2 separate regions of the Gossypium hirsutum genome follow, and region 2 is linked to region 1. A link is a contact called in public Hi-C data. All regions are on one chromosome and are shown on one strand. Each heading gives the region's core, a stretch centred on a gene start, on an enhancer-like site or on the middle of the called end of the contact. The rest is flanking DNA. Distances are from core to core; before and after follow the strand shown. Region 1 has its middle 11 kb from the start of LOC121205254. Region 2 holds the start of LOC107929673 (cationic amino acid transporter 9, chloroplastic).

Region 1 (7,130 bases), core at 2,204-4,703:
ATATCCATTTTTAATGTATTTATTTTTTAATTAGTGAAATTCTTATAACCTATTTATTAAAAAGTTATATATCCAAATAACATTTTAAATGATGAAACTTAAAACTCTCATTCAAAGGCAGTCAAAAAATAATTGTTAACCTAATTTAAACACTTGTTTCATATTTAATTATGAGTCTTTTATTTAATACCATTTTGTTAAAAGGTAGTGTAGCACTGAGTTTGTTTTAATTTAGATGAAGATGAAAATGATTAGCTGTTAAAAAATTGCACATTGCCTAGATTTGACAGACAATTAATGAAACCGTAACGCTCAAATTGTCCCTACATGTGCATGCCACTTAAAAGAGGTGAAAATAGGAGCTTTTACTGGATCATAACTGTCACTGATGAAGCTTTTTGTTTTTTTCCTTATTCCCAACAACTCAATTAAAATTAGAAACTTACCTCCAATTATTGTGTTTAAGATTCTCATCAACAACATTTTCAGTGTCGCTTTCGAATCAGTAATTTACACTAATTAGAAACCAAAACATTTGCTAAAATGATCCTTACGTTTCCATTCTTAATAATTTACTTATTGTTTTATTCTTATATTTATTATTTATTTTTTGGGATGACTGAATTTAAAAGTTGAAGTTGGATGTTTGAGAATTTTATAAGAAGAGTTTTTGCTCTAAAACACTCTCCAATACTTAAATATGTGAGTAGCTAAAAAAAATAATTTAAAAATGAAGAATAAGATGAAAATAGAGGAATAAGCTGAAGTTGAGTTATCCTTTGGTTCGTTAGGGATTAGCTATTCTTTTTTTTTTTTCTTTTTGTCTTTGATCGGGGTATTTAAATCAAGGAATATTAGAGAAGTTGTAACATGTTCTGCAAGACTCTCTATTGGCCAAACAATAGAAGCAAGATTAAAAGGGTGGTCTCTCATTTTTTATATATTTAATTTTTATCTTTTTATTATATCTACTTGTTTTCTTATCAATTATAAAAAGGCTAAAATATGCTTTTAAGTCATTATAATTTTTATATATGTTAAATTTAGTCTATCAACTTTTATTCACTTTTTTTTTAATTTTAAAAATTAAGTTCAATTATTAACATCGTTGACATTTTATGTTAAATTCGATAGGGTAATATTTTTATTTAAAAAGATTAAATTCTAAGACTAAATATCAAATATAAAAATATGAGATAATTAAATATTATCTTAATTCCATTAAAAAATGATTAATATTAAAAATTCTTCCTCGGTAGTCGTAAGATTCCTAGCAGATTAAACTTCTTTTTTGTTCATAACTGATTATCTTGTTTATTCTTGTCTTCTAGTTCCTTACGTATTATTTTGTTTTGAAGGATTACAAGTTGTAGTGACATATACAATCAAGGAAAATGGAAACCCAATTCCCAATAATTCTTCCTAAAGACAAAAAAAAAAAAAAATTAACCCAAATGATTAGGTACTTGGTGGGTCTATTAATTTATGACTTGGTTTACCATACACTTCGTCTGTTGTGAAACCCGTGGCCAATGCCAACGCTAATTTTGTAATAATATATATAAAGGGCCGATGTCATTTTCCACTAAGCATATTATTGCCAAATTAATAAAATGGAGGGCTTTTTTTTGAACTTTAGTTAGATTAGATTATGCTGTCGAGTTAATCACAACTTGGGAATCTCTCCCTTTGGTCCCTTTTCCTGGACAAATAATGGTAACAAAACACTAATTCCCGATTAAAAAAAAAAAACTTTTTTTATCTAAAGAGCATTTACCAACAATAAATGGTTTCAAAACTGGACTTTATAGTCAATTGAATCGAAAGTTCCATTGCAAAATAGAGGAGACAAAGCTGCATGGATTCTCATCCTAGCTAGCTTTAAAGTTGATTGCAGTAAAGTTCGAAAAAGTATAATTTCTCGTTTTTGCTAAACAAATAATACCAGAAAACAAAAGAAAAGTGGCGTTGAAGAATTACACTCGCAATGAATAACTCGCCCTTATATTAATATTTTACGGTGGAGATTTCATTTTTAATTATCCCAATGGATTAAAGTGGAAAAGAAACCACGAGATTCACGATTCAAGAGCCAGCTTTCCTTGTGATGAAGGAAATGCATTGGAATATTATTTGTATGAGAGGAGATGAATAATTTTCAAAGTTAGAGGGTATTGACCATGAAAAAGATTACACGTAGTGAAATGATATGTGTGTTTGCTAGTAGTAATCCCAGGAGAACGGCTCCTCGATCCGGAACCCAGCATCGACTGCACATATTTGCCATGCCGATGAAGAATAAGAGCAGAATCCATCGTTTCGGTCCGCAGTATCGATAATTAGATCGGGCAGATCGAACAAGGTGTCGTCGTCATCAATGGAGGGTGAACTTGATGATTCTTGTGTATTGTGAAGTTCTTCATGGCTTACTCCAGCTTCGTTCTCGACGTTGCATTGCCTTGTGTCGAGGAATGTCGAGGCAGCCGCTTGAGAAGCCGCTGCTTGGATGTCTTTGGGAGACGTAGTAGCAGGGCGTGGGAGTTGCTTTGCGATTTCAGGGAAATTAAGGTAAGCCGAGGGACCTTTAATGGCAAGTGCCGCTACATCATGAGCTCGAGCAGCCATTTCAGCTGTGGGGTATGTTCCGAGCCATATTCTCGATTTCTTCCTCGGTTCTCGAATTTCAGACACCCATTTGCCCCAACTTCGCATACGCACTCCTCGGAACGTCCCATGCTTACTATCGTTATTACCACAAGTACTCCTTTGTCTCTTCTTGTTCTCATTATCATCATTCTCCATATCTCCACCTTTCTTCAATCTTTTTCAGCTACACCGTTTGGATGACAACCCGAAGTCGAGGAGGAAGAACAAGTGGAAGATGTGGGAGTGGCGGTGTAAGAGACGATGGAATAAGAGCTAAGCAAGTCGTTATGACAATGAGAAGCATCATTCTCGATGTTGATATCTCTTCCAAATTCCATGACAGATTACAGGCCTAGTTGCAAGTAAAGAAAGAATATATCAAAATGAATGGCATATACATAGTGGTCTAGAGGGGATTATATGCTGCCTAATTCCATGAATTCTGGTCTTTAAAAAAAACATAATCATGTAAGGAAAGAAAGAAATAAAGAAGACTGGGGTCCATGGCATATATATATATAAAAGCCATTACAGTTCATCTAATTTGTTTCCCATGTGGAAAATTAAATAAAATGTACTGGAATTGGAGATGATCTTGGTTGTACTGTCAATTTTTACCTCTAGTGAAAATTCAGGCTTTGCATTCCGGGTATCTCTACCTAATGGTATGTTGATTATAACAATTCTCTACTTTTTCCCATATGCAGAAAAACACTTTGAAAAACCAGTTTTGGTCTTTAACCGATCATATATACACCCATACACTGTTTTTCACATGAACCTCGTTTCAAATACCCCACTCACAGTCCATTGAATTTCACATGCATGTTTTCTTCTCCTTTCTTTTTCCTGTTCTTTGATGGAACTGGTTCGATCAAAGAAAAGAAAAAACATAAATTAATTGTCATCTTCCAAGCTCTAATCATGTCGCATATAAACCTGATAGGATTCTCACCAGTTTCATACATCACCTATCAATTCATTTGTTTATTTTCAAAGGGCCACTTGTGTTTTCATCTCCGTTCATTGAACACCCTTAATTGGATTAATAAAATAAAATTAGCCAATGGAAGATCTTGCAATATATATACTTAACAGCAATGAACAGATTGACCAACAGATTGCAAAGCAGCCATAGAAAGTAAACACGTGGGTTGTTTTTATAAAGGAATAGGACATCTGATCTAAAGCAAACTAACACATATGAAGAGTGCTTAACAAATCCCAAATTTTCTTTATTTATTTCTGTAATCTTTAATTAAACTCACTAATCATTATTAGAAGAAGGTATTAAGGGAGAGGGGATATGACAAAAGCAAGAACGGGGGATACGCTTTTTCATTGGTTACTGTTCATCACGATGGAACACATGAGGCCACATGCCTGTGGGGTCCTCATTCTAAGCATGCCCTCTCTCATTCCCAGATTTTCTTTTTAGCTAACTACTCTATTGAAATTTTCCCATTTTCTTTTTTAACTTTCTGTTGCGAGAGAAAAATAACGATCTAGCAGTGAAGATGAAGAAAGGGAGAAAATACAGGGAGAAAGGAGGAAGAGAGAATGAGAAATTTGTTTTCCAATTTCATAACCATATTTCAGCCTTTGCTTCTGCTTTTTAGTGTGAGTAATGGACCCCAAAAACCACCTGGCAACTAACAGTCTAGGTGTCCCCAAAACGAATAGTTTCATTAAATGACTAGTGTGAGTAATGCTTTTTAGTGTGAGTAATGCTTTTTAATGACGTGACCCTGTCTTATTACAATTAAAACAAAGATAAAACACAACATTTTTACATAACAATTAAACTAACTAAAATAATAGAAATTCAAACATTTGCAGTAACTTGCTATTGTCTCAAACACCATTACTTTCTTCTTTCCATAACAAGTAGTTCCTCCGTAGAGTTGATTCTTATCCTCAAGGATCAAAAGTATGGTACTATTGCTGGAAAGTACTCCAAGTTTCCTAGGTAGAGTCTTTTGGATATGTGTCTGCCCATTCCACAAGCACCTCACTAGTAGCTTGATTGCCCCTCTTAGTCATCCTTCTCTCAAAAGTTCTGACTGGCTCCTTCAAAATAGAACCACCTGAACCTACAAGAGGTAAGTTACGATTACTAGTTGCGAAACCAATATGTTTCTTCAATTGGGAAACATGAAAAATTGAGTGAATTTGAGCTCCCACAGGTAACATTAATTTTTAGGCTACCTTTCCAACCTTGGCCTCCACAGGGTAAGGACCAAAATACTTTGGTGAAAGTTTTTGGTTCCTTAATTTTTGTAGAGAATGTTGTCTATAAGGCTAAAGCCTCAAATACACTAGATCTCCCACATTAAATTGTCGATCCGATCTTTTCTTGTCTGCCATCTGCTTCATCCTCTATTGTGCCCTTTTTAAATAAAACTTGAGCAACCTTCTCAATGTCTAAGGCTTCTGTCAATCTTTTCTACCTGCAAAGATCCAGCCAAATAAGGCAAATGAATAGGGGGTACTTGACCATACATGACCTTATATAGCGTGGAACTGATTGCTGAATGAAATGTGGTGTTATACCACCATTCTGCTAAAGGCAACCAGTTGGCCTAGTCAAAAGGTTTCTCTCCTGTCATGCATCTAAGATATCCTTCTAAGCACTTGTTCAGAATTTCTATTTGACCATTTTTCTGTGGATTGTATGCTGTTGACAAGGGTAGTTTAGTACCAAGATGTTTGAAGAGTTGTTGCCAAAAATAACTAACAAAAACCTTGTCTCTATCTGAAACAATAGACTTAGGGGCCCCATACAACTTCTATACCTAATCCAAATAAGCCTGAGCCACGGTGGTAGCAGTGTGGGGATGTGTCAAGGCAATGAAGTGATCATATTTGGTCAATTTGTCCACTATCACCAAGATGGTGGTCTTGCCTTTGGACAAGGGTAAACCCTTCACAAAATTCATGCTGATGGTAGCCCATGCCCTATTAGTAATAGGCAATGGTTGTAGTAAGCCAAGATAAGCAACAATGTCACTTTTGCATTTTTGGCAGATGGAATACGCTTGTACCCATGTTTTCATATCTATAGAAAGAACCTTCCAATAAGCGAACCCTGTTATTCATTGTCTAGTGGCATGTATTCCTGAATGGTCACCAATCGCCTTTTCATAAAAAAAGATGAAAGATGGCCTTTCTCAATTCCAGCTGGTTTCCTACAACTGTTTTCCCCTTCCTTCTAAGAACTTTACCGTCCTAAGAGTACTTAGGGTGTGAGTGAGGTTGGTCTTGTAAGTCCTTACACAATTACTGTAATTTATAGTCTTGCCAACTGACATCTAAGACTTTTTCCAGCAAGTTAGGCCACGATAAGTTACTGTTGCTTGCACACTAAAATAACTAACCCGCATCAGTACAAGGCCTCCTAGATAGAGCATTAACAACAATGTTTTAAGATCCCCTTTGATAAAAAAATGGAGTAGTCATACCCCAACATCTTGGCAACCCACTTTTGCTGAAAATGGGTGATTGCATGATTTTCTTAGAGAAACTTCAGGCTCTGGTGATCTATCTTAATCAGGAAGTGACTTCCCACTAAGTATCAACGACATTTTTTTATAGCTAGGAGAACTGCTAGCATATCCTTTTCATAGATAGATAGGGCCTGATGTTTGATACCTAAAGCCTTACTGAAAATGGCTACTGACTTCCTTTGTTGCTGAAGCACTGCCCCAACTCCCAAGCCACTAGCATCAGTCTTCACATAGAAGGTTTTCTGGAAATCAGGTAAGGTCAGTACTTGTGCTTAACAAATAATTTCCTTAAGCTATTGGAAGGCCCTTTGCATCTTATTAGTCCACTGCCAAACAACATTATTCTTTAGTAAGTTAATGAGTGGCATAGATAAAATTCCACATCCCTTTATGAACCTTCTATAATATCCTGACAACCCTAAAAACCCTCTCAACTCCTCGATATGGTGAGCGCCAGGTAAAAACCCCTTCCATCTTTGTAAGATCCATACTAACTGTTCCAACAGAAATAACATAGCCTAAATGCTTAACTTGGTTGATACTAAATTAACATTTGCTTCTTTTAGCAAATAACTGGTTGCTTCTTAACACTTGCAGCACTTCTCTTAAATGCTTCAAGTGAACTAACCAATCCCGTGAATACACTAATATGTCATGAAAAAACACCAAGACTGATTTTCGAAATAGTGTCTTTAAAACAACATCCATAAAAGACTGAAAACTTGAGGGTGCATTTGTTAACCCAAAAGGTATTACCATAAATTCATAATGCCCTTTGATCGCGAGATTTCATGATAGGTTTTAAATATTTATAATTACTCATTCTTGAACTAACTATTATTGCGATGTAGGCAAGTGTACCTATCGAACAATAGTATAGTTTTAGTAAGACCGAATTGTCGAACCCAAAGGAACTAAAAGTACTAGTGACTGTCTTTTTCTTATCTAGGCTAAGAATAAAGAGGTTTTATTTTAATT
Region 2 (6,546 bases), core at 2,581-5,080, 140 kb after region 1:
TTTTATTTAGAGTTATAAAATACATTAGAGAATATTTATTCAAACACTTGGTGTGCTATAATTTTCTCATGGCATTTCTATTTGATTCAAATCCCTTTGTCTTTCTGAATTACTTTCACTTTATTTGGATGTCATAGAGAATTTTACTTTTGAATTTTCATTTTCAAGAGGTAGGCGAACTTAAGTGGATTTGAAGCAACCACGTAGCTTACGAAACTAAAATTCTAGCCATGTGACATAAATGTATGCATTGTAGAACAGTCAAACACCACAAGAAGTCAATGATCCACAAATTAATCTGTATCTTAACAGTTGTAAAAACGACAGCTCGAGGAGAACCTACCTAGTTGGTAAGAAATTAAATGTACTGTAGAGAAGACCGTGTAAATACACTTTGTTTATTAGTCAGCAGAGATGCCAACATTTTCTAATAGAAATCTACATCTATGATCACTAATAATTTTATAAGCTGATTGTGCAATAATAGGATGATAGACTACAAGTCCCACCAATAACTATTGGTGACTGTACATTAATGCTCAGTGTCTATCTTCTTCAGGCGCCATATGGTAAATAATTGTCTCATCTAAACGGGGATTAGCATGATACTGTCCATAAAATGCATAAATACCTACAGATACTATGCTGAGGATGATGAATCTGATCCACGCTTCATAGTGCAACTGTGCCAAAAAAAATAGGGTAATTAACACCAGCCGGCTTTGGTCTATAAATTCTTCGAATTTTAACTCCTTTATGAATTGGTTACACAAATTCAATGCACTAATTCAAAAGGATTGTAGTGAGGGCATTTTGCAGGCATACCTGAGCAAACAGGTATATGTTGAAAAAGATGCAAACAGATGGCACAATCGGAACCCATGGACAAGAAAACCCTGGAGGATCTGAATAAGCCTGAGAAGAGTGCATTAATGGGTTCAAAAAATCATATTAAGAGGTTTACCAATTCAGCTGGTCATGTTAAACCAAGCAGAAAGCCAGCATGTGCGCTGTAAATAGCCAAAAGCGCAATCAATCTTAACATTGAACACCATTAACACCATATGTATATCAATAAACACTCCCTTTTTCCTGGCATTGGAAAGGAAAAGTAGAAATCAAATTTATGTATAGATAAATTCATTCACCTGACGGAAACAAAGAGCAGCACAAGCCATTATGGCTATAACCACCGCAACAATCATAAAAATAAAGTGAGTGCCAAAACGATAAAGAACTCCAGCAGCAAAACCACAGCATGCCACTAGGAAAATACATAGGACACCTTCACACCAGGTTGAGATGCACTTTGAAGAAACTCGATTTCCGGTGTTATTTTTCCAGCGAAGCGTTACAACACAGGCTGCAACAACAGAATAGCCTGTCTGAAACAAATCAAAGTATAAAGTGAGGTGCATGTCATTCGCAATTATACACATCTAAATGCATTTGTTCCTTCAAAACATCAACTTAATTTATGCAGGTACTTTCCTTTGAACTCATGACCATCCAATACATGCACTTCTACACATTACAGGATGTTGACAGAAGCCAGAGTATACACTCTATGGTTAAAAGTTATTAGCAAATAAAAGTTCTGCAGATACTGATCTGCTTTCATCTGAAGCTGAAAATAGACTACTTCGATGACCTACAGATGATACTAGGAAATGCACAATATGCTGAAGTAGGTTACCCCTTGTAGATACTTGTTTTTGGTTACTAACTGTCCAATCAGTAGTAGTTCCAGATCTAAAACTGTGATAACTTGATAACCATATATGATTAAGCAAATATAGAGCAAAGACTTCACAGAAAAAGGAAAAGAAATGGCCTACCAGTGAGCCAACTGAAAGAATGTGTGATAGTATATGCACGTTAAACAGCCCTCCCAAAACAGCAGCAATGATACCGACCCAGATTTGAGAATGAATAGGTGTGTGGCGTATCGGATGCACTTTAGCAAATATCGAAGGCAGTAAACCGTCCCTTCCAAGCCCAAGATATAAGCGAGACTGCTCAGAGAAACACTCCATCATGTAAACTGGAAACATGTTACTCAATAAGGATATAACAAATACATAGAAATTTGACATAAAGACCAACAGCTGCTCAGACAAAGCATTTCATCACGTGCACTGGGAACATGCCACTCAATAAGGACATAACCACATAACAGAAACCATTGAAATTTCACCTGGACATATAGACCAACTAGAAGGGTTGTTGTAAGCCCAGCAACAGCTCCAATACTGATCAAAATAGAAACATATTTCAAACCCTTGGATGTAAACGCTTCAGATAAAGGAGCATCCTCGCCAAGGAGGTTGTAAGGTACCATCCCGGTGAGCACTAAGCAAACACCAACGTATAAAATAACACATACAAGCAGACTTCCCAAAATTCCGATTGGCAAATCACGCTGAAATATCAAAATTAAAACAGAGAAGATATAAAGAATGAAACTACAAATAACATGCAGACACTATAAAACAATACAATACAAGATAAAGCATAGTAACATAAATTACAATACTTTGAATGACAAGACATTGAGTTGCTTTCAAAATAAGATTACCTGAGGTCTCTTTGATTCTTCAGCAGAATTAGCAACCGCGTCAAATCCAACATATGCAAAGAATACTACGGTTGCTCCCGTAAATATATGTTTAACACCATTGGGAGCAAAAGGAGACCAATTATCTACATCAACTTTGAAAGATCCAACAATAATGACAAAAATAACGATGACAACCTGCAACACAGTTAATGCGGAAATCAGTTACAATCACTCCCATTTCACTTTTTTCCTCCCCCTCTGTTTCTTCCTTTCACCAAAGGCCAAATGTTAACTTTTAATTATTCACAAATCTTGTTGATTTTTGTATCCGAGTACAATCTTTGTCCTTTTTTACTCTCAGAAAAAGGAAAAACGGGTATAATCAGAATATAGAAAACAAACGAAGTCCTGAAAGGAGGGTACCTTGGCTGCAGTCATGAAAGAATTAACAGCAGAAGATTCTCCAACACCAAGACAGAGGATAACAGTCAACACGGCAAGAAGAATCGGAGCCAGGATATTGATAGACAAAGTTCCTCCAAAGAATTCTTGACCACCATGACCAACCCAGGGAGGTATGTTTCCTTTCAAAGCAGGGATGAGCTCGAAAATGGTAGCCACGTAGCTAGCTAAGCTACGGGCAATACTAGCTGCTCCGATATGATAATCCAACATTAATTGCATGAATACAAGGAAAGCCGTAATTTCATTGAAGGCCGTGTACGCGTACAAGTACGCGCCTCCGACTACGGCGGGAAACCGTGAAGCTAACTCCGCGTAGCACAACGCGTTCAACACACACGATGCTCCCGCGAGTATGAAACTAATAGTCACTCCTGCAAAAACAGATTCAGAAAATCGCAACAAAATCTAAAGCAGAAACGATATCTGCGATCCAATAGAACCAAAAAGTAAAGAATTGGAGCGGACCTGGACCGGCATCACGAGCGACGGTTCCGGTGACAACGAATATGCCGGCACCGATAGAGGCGCCGACGCCGAGTAGGATGAGATCGAAGACGCCGAGACGGCGGATAAGGCCATCGCTAGAATTGTTAGTGGAGGAGGATGACTTGAGGGTCTTGGCTCTAAGAGCTGAAGAGCAAAAGTGAGAGAAACAAGTAGATGAGGAGGTGGCGTCTTTGTGACGGCTATCATCCATGGTTGAGGCCATAAAGGTGCGAAAGAAGGATGCCAGTAGTTTGTGTCACGCTGGCATTCATCTTATTTATAGTGTCTGAAAATTCAACGGGGTTAGGTATGGATATAGCGGCTCGAAATTAGCCATACATTTTTGCTCATATATTTCTTCTCGGAAAACAATCAAGATATTCCCCCTTTTTTTAAAAATCGGAATCTTTTTTTCTTTCTTTTTCTTTCCATTTTCTTAATTAACAAAAAACGAAAATCACTGCAGGATATCGTTAAAAATAATTAGTTTAAGAATAAGGGAGTTAATATTTTATTTAATTTTTAATAAACTTATTTGGTGTTACAAGTCATCGGACATTAATTTAATTAGAAAATTTATAAAAATATCATTTCATAATTAAAATAAGTTATATTATTTAATTGTATTTTAGTCTTTATATTATAATAAAAATCAATAAATATATGTCTATAATAAGATTTGAACTCGTACTAATTGAATTAGTAAAATATTCAATTTATCATTCAATCAAAGTTACATTTTAATATATTTTATCCATTTTTATTTTAATATCCACAATTTATCATCTCCACCAATTGTATATATTAACAATGTTATTAATTGTGTTGGTGTTAAAAGTCAACTCAATACTAATTCACAATTGATGACAAAATCATGATAAATAATTGTAATGCATTTAGTATTATGATTAAATTTTGTTTTCTATATTTATGTATTTAAATTTCGTTTTACTCATAATTTAATATAAATTTTTATTTCAATATCATATATATTTTATGTATAATTATAATTAATCAATTTTAAACTATATGTTTTATTGCTTATTATATATAAATACGTATATATTTTAAATATATTATTTTCACACGCATTTATATGTGATAAAATTTCTAGAAAAATAATGCTCCACTGGTTTAATATGGTGATATTCTTTTTCACTAAATTAAGATAGGAATCCTATTCGTAAGTTTTGTTTTCAGAAAACAAATATTATGAGACGGTTGAACCATGTAAATCAGATAAACACTATTTTAATTATTTATTAGGAATCAAATATAGTTTATATAATTTAAAACAAACAATAAATTATTTCTTTTATTAAAAATTTTATTCATTTTATCAATAAATGATAATGTAGTTAATGAAGCAATAAGTAAAACAACACGTGACATGCCACATATTTTCATATTGATGTAATATTTCGCCATATCAATAAATATTTAAAAGTAAAATATATATATATAGATAAATTTTTAAACAATTATTTGACAACTCATGTCCATGTGATTTTTTAAATAATTATAAAATTATAAAAAATATTAAGAATATATTAGAAAAATATTCAAAATAAATCTGACAAACAATTGTCCAGGTTTATTAGAGTAGTTTCTTAAATAATTTGTATAATTATTATAAAGTATAAGTTTTCATTATTTTTAATAATTTTAATAATTTCTTATATTATTGATAATTTTTTACATATTTTTAATAATTTTTATATTTATTTGTTTAGGTTCATCATAGATGTAGTTTTTTTTAAACAATTATAAAAAGTTTGTTTACTTTTAGTATTTCTTGTAATTTTTTTTAAATGTTGCTATGTCAACATTTAATTGTATAATTGGATGAATTTTTAATAAAATGATCAATTTATTGATTTATTTAACGTGCAGAGACTAATTTATCTACGTTTTAAGTGAAAAGTACAAAATACATTAATCTCATTATAAATTTTTATCATATTTATTCTTTTTAATACAATACCTAAAACTACATATAGTCTTTCCCTAATCTCTAAATAGGAGGATAATACAATTCAACACACTTAAACTTACGTCCTTCTGCATTGATAATAATATCAATGCCAATGGAATTAAGACTCAATCGATAAATGCAATTCAATTTTTAATATAGGTTAATAATACTTTTACCTAATTATATTGCGTATATATTTTCAATGGGTGATTTAAATTGAATAAGGGCATATGCCCTATACAATGAAAATAAAGAGACCCAAAACAATAACATTGAGAAGAGAGGCCAGCTTTATGACATTAGCCATTAGCACTCTCAACTGAGGTCTTCCTCAGTAAGGATTCTGCTATTTGTATTTAGACTCCGTTTGACCATTGAGTCTGCAACAATATAAACTCCAACACCTTTCACGTTAGACTTAGTATTACTTAGTAGAGTGAAAAAGAAAATTGAAATGGTACAAAAATATATATATATATATATATAATTTTTTTTATAGGTGTATTTGATAGGAAAGTGAAAAAAATAGAAAGAATAAGTAATTTTCTTTCCATGTATTATTTAGTATAGAAAATAAAATAAAATATTTAAAAAATATATAATAGATTAAAATTAAAATGATTATATTTTAAAAAAATATTTATCATTATATTAGTTATGGTTTATAAATTATAATTGATGATGCAATTACTATTAATGAATTATAATAATTAGGATTTATAAATTTATTTCAACATTAACATCAAATATTTATTTATCTAACCATATATATTACTAGGTATTAGGTCTCAAGTGAGGTGGAGAGGTTTTTTTTTTATTACCCCACGGACTATCTAATTTATTCATATGTGGAATTCATTTTTTTAGCATAAAATTAATATTTATTAAATAATTGTAACACCCCTTACTCGAGTCCGAGGCCGGGATGGGGTACGAGGCATTTCTCGACTTAAACACAAGCACATCAGCATAACCAAATCATAAAAACTCGATCAAATTTAAAACTTTTCAATAATTGTCTATAAGACCTTGACATTGGCCTATGATTCCCAAATCACAC

Evidence for each region. A called contact is a pair of places that touch in the nucleus more often than the background predicts.
Region 2: a contact with region 1 is called in a Hi-C map of anther, with 5 times the contacts expected there. The contact joins the promoter of LOC107929673 here to the enhancer-like site in region 1. A contact is called at or near these places in 6 of 34 Hi-C or Micro-C datasets (anther, hypocotyl and leaf).

Annotation. Positions count from the first base shown.
Region 1 is chrA08:106,321,053-106,328,182 of Gossypium_hirsutum_v2.1, forward strand. It overlaps the pseudogene LOC107929640. Among protein-coding and RNA genes, the nearest start is that of LOC121205254, 11 kb to the right of the region's middle. Within about 2 kb of position 3,454, at least 5 of the 9 cell types and tissues checked have an H3K27ac peak or open chromatin away from gene starts, as enhancers often do. A contact at or near this core is called in hypocotyl, where this site is marked.
Region 2 is chrA08:106,462,467-106,469,012 of Gossypium_hirsutum_v2.1, forward strand. It overlaps LOC107929673 (cationic amino acid transporter 9, chloroplastic), which reads right to left and starts at 3,831. Exons shown (of 8, transcript XM_016861165.2): 1 at 3,491-3,831; 2 at 2,984-3,396; 3 at 2,579-2,755; 4 at 2,198-2,422; 5 at 1,839-2,015; 6 at 1,149-1,385; 7 at 826-915; 8 at 283-683. The coding sequence starts at 3,734. The coding sequence ends at 540.